Linked DNA regions of Pan troglodytes: region 1 is linked to region 2. A link is a contact called in public HiChIP or PLAC-seq data. All regions are on one chromosome and are shown on one strand. The core of a region is the stretch at or near the end of the contact, and the rest is flanking DNA. Distances in the headings are between cores, read along the strand shown. Region 1 holds the start of UBE2G2 (ubiquitin conjugating enzyme E2 G2). Region 2 holds the start of CFAP410 (cilia and flagella associated protein 410).

Region 1 (4,751 bases), core at 1,304-3,803, 510 kb after region 2:
AGAGGCCGGGAGAGAGATGGGGAAACAGCCAGTCAGTGAAGCACACACAACATTTATTAGGACTACCATCTTTTATGGGCATAGTTTGTGATGCCCCAAAATAATTACAATAGTAACATCAAAGATTACTGATCATAGATCACAGTAATAGATTAAAATGTAACAGAGAGACACGAAGCGAGCAAAAATGGTGCCAACAGACTTGCTTCCATGCAGGGTTGCTTGTAAAAAACTTGTAAACTTGTAAAAAATGCAAGATCTGCGAAGTGAAGCTCAATAAAGCAAAGCGCGCGGGAAAGTGAGGTGTGCCTTTATGTTCTGCTTTAGCAGACACTAGGTGGCGAGCGTTATTTGAACGTTTACAGGAGGCCCTGTGTATCTGCGGCTGCATATCCATGGATTCGACCAACCAGGAATACAAAATATTTGAAAAAAATAACAATAAAAAATGACGATTTAAAAATACAAGTAAAAAAAAATCAGTGTAACTATTTGCGCAGCATTTACATTGCATTAGGTACTATAAGTAACCTTGAGATGATTTAAAAGTTATGAGAGGCTATGCATACATTAAATGCAAATACCACGCCACCTTATAGTAGGGACTTGAGCATCCGAGGATTCTGGTATCTGCAGCGGGGCCTGGAACCAATCCCCTCCAGATACCAAGGGAAGAATGACCATACGTGAGTGAGCCTGTATTTGCAACGTTTTGGTCTGCTTAAGCCAAATATCAACTCTCACTGGGCGGTGTCACCAATAGTTTTACGAAATCAAGCTACATGTATATTCACCACTTATTTTTTTCTCACATTCATTCTTTTAGCTTAACTTTCTTCCAAAATTATCCTCAATCTAATTACAAAAGCAGCGGCTAACTTTATTAAGAGTTACACATCAGGTATTTTGCTAAGCACTTCACCTGCAGTATCAAGTTTAACCTTTTAAGACAAGGAAACTGCAGAGACAGAGAGAGGAACAAGGTCAAGGAGCTAACAAGCAGAGAGGCCGGGTCTGAACTCAGGCCCTGCTCTTAGCCGGCTACTATCTTGTCTCCATCGGCGACTCAGGTTCCTGGCGCTTTCAACACAATGGCATTCCAAGACTTCTCGCAGCAGTTCTTCCAAGCGGGCATTCGGTGTAAAACGATGGAATGCCGAGTGTTCCTAGGTTCTCATTCCTCCCTTCGCTCTCCTCAGACATTAGAAATATCTAATTTACCGGGTAGGAAAGCACTCAAGAGGTTTTCTCAACACTACCCAGGAGGAGTGACAGGTGGCACTGTTCAAAAACCCTTTTCCTTCATTAGAGGGAAAGCCAAAATCTGACCTTTCAAAGCTCCACCAACGAGCCTTTCCCCTTTTAACGCATACACTTTTCCCTCCTAATTCCGCAGCAGCAAGTCAGGCCTTCTTCCTCAAGCTCTCACTGCACGTTCTCAAGGCTGCCAAGAAAAGAAAAAATAGAAGAGAAAAAAACAAGCCCGCAAAGACTCAACTGTGTGTGCTCTCAACTAACACGGCGCCGGCGCTGCCTTTACCGATGCTGGGAAGGCTTCTCTTCACGACTTCACGCGTGAGAGTGGGCAGCGGGCGCAGAGCGCGGCACTCCGCGGGACCCACAGCGGGGCTCGCGGTGGAGGCCCCGGGCCCGGCTCCCCCGCCAGGCTCCCTGCCCCAGCCCCGCCGGACGACGCGGGCCCGGGAGCAGGAACGCGGGACGCTGCTGACGGCCCGGGTCCCCAGACTCACGTTTGTACTCGGCCATCAGCCTCTTGAGCGCCGTCCCCGCCATGGCCCCGCAACAGCTGCGCCGAGCGACCTCGCCTCAGCCGCGCGCGTTCCTCCTGCCCCGACACCGGGGACTGCTTCCGGGCCACCGTCGCGGGCCCAGGAACTCTTCCGGGGCGTGGCGCGTGCGCGATCGCCGAGGCGCGCTGTCCGGGTGGTGGGAGCTCAACCCGCGACCGCGGCTACGGTTCTCTTGGCTCCTGCCCTCGCCTTAGTCGCTCTGCGGGGTTGGTTCGGTCCCGGCACTTCCAGAGGCCTCAGGGTCCTGGTCTTGTAGAGACTTCCTGAACGGTGGCGCCTGTTCTAGTGTGTGTGCGCTAACTGCCTGTTCTGTGCCAGCCGCGCGTGGCCGAAGGGCGGGAGGACGGGGGTTGTGGAGGGGAGGATGGAGGTTGGGGAGACAGGGCGGGGACGAGATAAGAGGTCGGGGGGTGGGGAGGATGGTCGCGGGGCGGTCTGGGGCTGGAGACAAGGGGCCTGAGGTGCGGGTACGCACTGAACATTCCAACCGTCCCCAGCCGGCCGGGTTTCAGGTTTGAAAAGGTGGGAAGGTTAGCTGTCCTGGCGCTTTTCCTCCACGTGTTGTGCGGCTCCGCTGGAGTTCGGGTCCAGCACCTTCTACTCCGAGGGAGAGAGCCGCGGGGAGAGCCCTGTTCGGGCCCGCGGCTCGAACTGACCGCCGGCTCTGCCGAGCAGCCTCGACCCCAGGGCACCCCCGGGAGGGAGGGCGCGGCTCAGGTCCCTGCCCGAACCCCTGGGGTGCTGAGAGACTCCCCAGCGCCCCGCGTGGGCTCCCGGCCTCTCCACAGTTGAGGATCCTGTAAGGAGCGAGCCCTTTTTCCCATAATGGCTGTAGTGAGTGGGTGTGCTTTCCCGATTGACCCGCTGTGAGGTGAGCGATTTTAACCCACATGCTTACTGACTTCACAGCACAGTAAGTGCTTCGTGGCTGTCCGGTGCAAGGATGTATATACACACACACCTTTGCAAAAAAAAGTTTGCATCTCTTGCCTGGCTGTTTGTTGCAATAATCTATCATTTGTCTTTTCCTTCCCAGCATTGCAGATGATCCCTTTAAAAGAAGTCTGATCACATTCACACGCTGCTCCGCCCATTTCACTCAGTAAAGCTGAAGTCCTGCAGTGCTTTGCTCTGCCTCCGGTCACCCCGCCATACTCCCTGACCCTCCCTCCCTCTCACTCCACTCCAGCTGCCCTGGCCTGGTTCAGAGTCCCTGACTCTTCCCTCCCCGGAAACACTTTCTGGCGGCTCTTGTCCCCGACTCTTCCCACCCTCTTTCAGTCTTTGCTCAAATGTTGCCTCTTCAGTGTGGCCTAGGCCATCACCACCCGGCCTTCACCGCATACCTTTTTCTCTGCAACACCTACTCAACACACCGTACTATAGAACTTACTAGCATGCTATAAATGTATTACCCTTATCTGTTGCCTCTAACCAAAAGCGTGTTCCATGAGAGCCATGGGTCCCTGCCTACTTCTGTCTTGTTTCTGGGGCAGCCTCTGTACCTGGACACCGTATACTCTTAACACGGATTTGTCAAATCAAATGAAATTTAACAATACAAACTTCACAAGTATGCATAGTGTAGGAAAATTCCCCAAAATTCAAAATTTCAGTCTACCTCCATCTTTTCAAATGACCACAGTGCTTTATAAAAATGACATGGTCCTTTGAGACTGTTTCAGAGAGTAATTTGTGCAAATGCAATGTGCAAAAAGTCACAGTGGAGGTGCTTCCTCCCCCATTCAAGAGCTGCTCTCTCTCTAATCAGACAGCACCCCACACCCCAAGGCAGTCTGTCCAGTGCTCCTAAAGGAGAGCAGCTCCCCTTTTCCAGTTATGGGAGATGTGGGCAATAAAGCATTACTGTCAATGCTGTGATGTTCACTGTAACATATGCTTGATGTTTTCATAATTTTATCAATCTTTTTCAGACATCTTACTGCAGAACACTGTATGTTTTCCAATTATTATTTTTCAGAAATGTGGTTTACAGCTTCTATCAGGATTAGCTTCAGCTTCAAGTGACAAAAGTCACTTGAAATATGAGTTGCTGAAACAAGATGGCAGTCTCTCCCCTCAACAGGACTGTTACAACACCTTATCTTCAGAGAACCAGGCTCTCTGCAACATTTCAGGGACATCGTTCAGTACCTTATGTGAAATTCCAGTTTAGCTGGGCATCCTATATTTTAATTGGCTAACTCGTGGAACTCTCAACTTGGATCAAGTGGCAGTGGAGTCCCAGGGATTCTGAGCAGCCAGTGTGTAATACTGCATGGCAGCACACCCTGGGGAGGCCAACTGTACAGAATAAAATTAATGCTTTCTATCTTTAGCAACTAAAGTTCTGAAATATAAAAAGGACCTCACAGCTTAACCCATGTTATACGGTGGGGTTTTCCCATGAACATCACGCGTTTCCAGCTGGGCACTCCTGCAGCATGGCTAAGATGACAACTCAAGTTTCCTGGGAGTGGGGGTTCCTGGGATGTGAACCTTTCGGTGCAAAAACTGGAGAAGTTCCAGTTGGGACCCCAGGCATAGATACTAGGATAAATAGGGCCTCTCTCCTCCAGGAGCATCAATTTAACCCAAAGATTCTTGGAGTCAGTTTCACATAAGTAATCTTGTTGAAAATAGTAATCCCAACAGATCTATTTTTCCAAATGCACCATTTGCATAAATCTCAGAAAAAAGACAACTTCAAGAACATACCTTTGCTGGGCACCGTGGCTCATGCCTGTAATCCCAACTACTTGGGAGGCTGAGGCACGAGGATCACTTGAGGCCAGGAGTCTGAGATCAGCTTGGGCAACTGATTTATGGTTTGGATTTGTGTCCATGCCCTTCCTCTTCTGCCATGATTATAAGTTTCCTGAGGCCTCCCTAGCCGTGCTTCCTGTACAGCCTACAGAACTATGAGTCAATTAAACCTCT
Region 2 (4,491 bases), core at 148-2,647:
GCAATACTTACATCTGTGAGGCGGCTGCCCCTGGGGAGAGAAAAGATACATACTTTAATTTTGTTAAAGTTGAATAAAAAACACTGAAGACAAAAATTCCAAAAATCACCGATGACTCCCTACAAACCTTAAGATTCTAGGATTTTAATGGCATGGCAAAAAAGGAAGGTTGCCCAGATAACTGGCAAAGGTATAAACAATTGTTTTAGCTGATTTTCAGCTAAACTGTATGTTTGACGTTGGGGTGGTACTTTTTAGATAAGGAGCAGCAGGGTTGCTCCATTTGTAAGACACAAAAAGATGAACTCTTCCTCATGGTCCCTGAGTAGCAGAAGGTTCATTTCTCTCACTGACAGACATAAACAAGGGCGTCTTTATAAGAGGCCAAGTTCAAAGGGTGAACAGGCAACTTATGAAGCAAACTTCAAAAGCCTGAAATAGGGTTGTTGTTTCTCCCAGCTTAGTGGGAGTACTGACCACCCCATGCAAAACAAAGAAATGCATTATTGAAAGCAAATGACACGGGAATTGTAGCCAAAACACCAGATATGCCAGGGCAGAGAGAAAAGCTTTTTAATTAACAGGGAAGAGCTCACTCTGGGCAGTCTGCGGACACCCCTGGGAGGAGGCGTCTGCTCTCGCTGACCCCCACACCCGCCTGCACGGTGCGGCCAGTTGACACGGCGCGGTCACTCTGCTGAGTCCCCAGGGAACCCTGGAGATCTTGCAGGCCTCAACTCCAGGCTCCCTCTTCTGGAAGCTCCTGGTCTTCCTTGGCTCAGTGAGACTCAGCATTACCCGCCTTTCAGCCTGCATGGGTCCCACCGCACCCACGTCCCTTCCTGTCACCTGCTAGGAGTACCCTGGGAACGGCCGCCCCCAGTACTGATTACCAACGTGTTTCCTGACTCAGTCCTGGAGAGCTCAGTTCTCTCTCCCATTCGACTTGGTCCCAGTGACTGCTGGCAACCCCAGACAACAGACCCAGCCCACAGGGCAGCCGGGGCAAAGGCGGGCCGGGAAATGGGGGGGGGCCCAGGCGACCCCGACCCCCGGCCTCCTCCCCTCCCTCACCCGCGGCTCCTTCGCCGCCCTCGTCCCTGCCCCTCCCCCCTTCCACTCCGCCCCCGCCCTGCCCCGCCCCGCCTCGCCTCCTCCCTCCGGCTCCGCCCTCGCCCCGCCCCGGCTCCTCCCTCCGGCTCCGCCCTCGCCCCGCCCCGGCTCCTCCCCCCACCCCGGGGCGGCCGCGGCCAGGCCCCGCCTCACCAGCAGTTGAGCTTGCGCACGCTGTGCAGCTCCGAGGCCTTGGCCCGGGTCAGAACCATCTTCCGCGTCAGCTTCATGGCGGCCGCCCAGGCCCGACCGGCGGGCGCCCCCGGCCTCCTGATCCCGGGCGGGTGACGACTGCGCGGCGCGTGTCTCCAGGGGCGGGGCCCGCGTCGTCAGGGGCGGATCCTGAGCCCATTGGCGGCTCGGTGAGGAGAGCGGGGCGACGCGAGCCCGCTGGGGCCGCTTGGGCGCCGCTGACACGTTGGCTCTGCTCCTGCTCATGCGCGGCCTAGGGCGCCCGGCTCTGACGCGATTCTAACGCGACCCCGGAAGCGCGCAGCGAGCAGAGGGTGGGTGCAGGGGGCGGTCCCCGAGTCGGCCCAGTGAGGGCTGAACTGCTGCTCCCAGGAACCGAGCGGGGTGGGCTCGGTCCGACGCGCATCATGGCCGAGTGCCTAGGCCTGACTCTGAGCGCAGGCCTAGCGTGGATGGGATGGGCGCTACACAGCTCCAAGTTACGCGATTCAAACTCTTGGAATAAACCCAGGGCAGCCCTGGGGCTGTGTTGATTCCTTGTCTCCCTCCCTCCCAGCATTTACAGAAAAGACGCATTTATAGGAAAGACGCACGGGCAGGTCCAGCAGAGCCCTTACAAGCATTTCAGCCTTTTAGAAATCAGATAAGACCCTCTAAACATCGTTACATGGGCCACAGTTACATTAAGACAGGCGTTCTGACGTTCTGAAACCGCCTTTGCAAAAAATTGTATCGGTGAGAGAAGGATGGCCTTGAAGGAGATCTGGCCAACCCCCATCTTGCCTTTGGCCTTAAAGCTGCCTTTAATTATTCCTGGATAAGCAAAGGTAACTTTGGGAGACATTTATAGTTTAAGTGATAGCAGCCCTTCCTCAAAACTAAACAGCCTTTGTAAAGCTAATGAGACCACTGAAACCGCCTTTGCAAAAATCATAACTGAAGAAATTATGACAGGGGAAGATCTCCTAACCCACCCCATCTTCCTTCTATCCTCTAAGCTGCTTTTGTTCATTCCTGGGTGTAGACCAGACTAGCCTTGGGAAGGAATTTAGTTTATAGATTAAACTGAAACAAAATTGATAATAGCCCTTTCCCAAAAAAACCCTTCTTGCCTGGGGACCAGTCTGCCTTTGTAGGACTAACAAATTAAGCTACGAGATTAAAAATTACAGTTTAGGGGCCATGCACCCTCTGGCGGCAAGAGTCTGAACCTCCCCAAATTGCTTCTGGGAATAACATCACTGTTGCAAAACTTAAGATCAGTGCTTGAAATATTTTGTAGACCCTGCATTCAGATGCAGCAGATGACACCACCCAAACGGATAATCTGGCTCAACCATGTGTGTGATCCCACCCAGGGACAGAAGTCAGCCAGAACTCATTTTGACCCCCTATGATTTAATCTTCGACCTGACCAATCAGCACTCACCACTTTCTGAGCCCATACCCGCCAAATTATCCATAAAAACACTGATCCCCGAATGCTTGGGGAGACTGATTTGAGTAATAATAAAACTCCGCTCTCCTGCACAGCCAGCTCTGTGTGAATTACTCTTTCTCCATTGCAATTCCCTTGTCTTGATAAATCGGTTCTGTCTAGGCAGTGGGCAAGGCGAACCCATTGGGCGGTTACACTACCAGCCTAGAAGGATAGAGGAGCATGAATTCCACTAAGATGCGATGTAAACATTCGTCAGCCATTATTCTGGAGGTCACAAGATAAGCTACTTCCCCAGTTACTCCTGCAGGTAACATCACTATTGTAGAACATCACTATTGTATCTTTGCAGGTTTCTTGCACATCTGACACGGATGGATCCAGCTAGATGTCTTGCCAACAGCTCCTGTGGCCCCACCCAGAAGCCATGCAGCACAAAAGGACCAAAAGGACAGCTAGATTTCATCTCGCACCTAACCAATCAGCACTCCCCATGCTCTAGCCCCCTGTTCACCAAACTACCTTTAAACAACCCCTAACCTATGAGCCTTCAATTGTAACCGAGCAGCTTAGCAGCTGTGAATCCAAAATATCTGAGACAGGACTCAATCTGTTTAGAAAGTTTATTTTGTCAAGGTTAAGGACAAGCCCATGACACAGCCTCAGGAGGTCCTGACGACACGTGCCCTGGGTGGCTGGGGCACAGCTTGCTTTCATACATTTTTAGGGAGACATGAGACATCAATCAATATGTGTAAGATGGAAAAAGAGGAAAAAATATATGTATAAGATGTACATTAAGCCGGGCGCAGTGGCTCACGCCTATAATCCCAGTACTTTGGGAGGCTGAGGCAGGTGGATGGCCTGAGGTCAGGAGTTCGAGACCAGCCTGGCCAACATAGTGAAACCCCGTCTCTACTAAAAATACAAAAAATTAGCTGGGTGCGGTGGTGGGTTTCACTCGCGTCCATGTGAAGAGACCACCAAACAGGCTTTGTGTGAGCAATAAAGCTGTTTATTTCACCTGGGTGCAGGTGGGCTGAGTCTGAAAAGAGAGTCAGTGAAGGGAGATAAGGGTGGGGCCGTTTTATAGGATTTGGGTAGATAAAGGAAAATTATAGTCAAAGGGGGGTTGTTCTCTGGCGGGCAGAGTGGGAGTCACAAGGTGCTCAGTAGGGGAGCTTTTGAGCCAGGATGAGCCAGGAGAAGGAATTTCACAAGACAATGTCATCAGTTAAGGCAGGAACAGGCCATTTTCCCTTCTTTTATGGTGGAATGTCATCAGTTAAGGCAGGAACCAGCCATCTGGATGTGTACGTGCAGGTCACAGGGGATATGATGGCTTAGCTTGGGCTCAGAGGCCTGACAGTGGGCGCCTGTAATCCCAACTACTTTGGAGGCTGAGGCAGGAGAATCGCTTGAACCTGGGAGGCAGAGGTTGCAGTGAGCCAAGACTGTGCCATTGCACTCCAGCCTGCGCAACAAGAGCGAGACTCCGTCTTAAAAAAAAAAAAAAGATGTACATTAGTTCAGTCTGGAAAGGCAGTACACCTTGAAGGCCGGGTGGGGTTGTGGGGGTGGAGGGAGGCTTCCAGCTTCCAGGTCATCGGTGGATAAGAGACAAAAGATTGCATTCTTTTGAGTCCTTTCACTGAATACACAATTTGGTCTAGCTTAGTGAATCTGCATTTTTACATAAACAATAAGGCAGAGAAAGCAAACAGATAGGTATGTGTCTCCGGTGAGCG

What was found. HiChIP or PLAC-seq counts read pairs in DNA pulled down with a chosen protein or histone mark.
Region 1: a contact with region 2 is called in an H3K4me3 HiChIP or PLAC-seq map of stem cell-derived excitatory neurons, with 5 times the contacts expected there. The contact joins the promoter of UBE2G2 here to the promoter of CFAP410 in region 2. A contact is called at or near these places in 1 of 7 Hi-C or Micro-C datasets (stem cell-derived neural progenitor cells) and 1 of 1 datasets of contacts at active chromatin or transcription factors (stem cell-derived excitatory neurons).

What each region holds. Positions count from the first base shown.
Region 1 is chr22:45,444,340-45,449,090 of NHGRI_mPanTro3-v2.0_pri, forward strand. It overlaps UBE2G2 (ubiquitin conjugating enzyme E2 G2), which reads right to left and starts at 2,554. Exons shown (of 6, transcript XM_531493.8): 1 at 1,752-2,554. The coding sequence starts at 1,794.
Region 2 is chr22:44,934,701-44,939,191 of NHGRI_mPanTro3-v2.0_pri, forward strand. CFAP410 (cilia and flagella associated protein 410) reads right to left here and starts at 1,398. Exons shown (of 7, transcript XM_514938.9): 1 at 1,267-1,398; 2 at 12-30. The coding sequence starts at 1,343. It overlaps LOC134809270 (a long non-coding RNA gene), which reads left to right and starts at 1,564. Exons shown (of 2, transcript XR_010154600.1): 1 at 1,564-2,132; 2 at 3,096-3,347.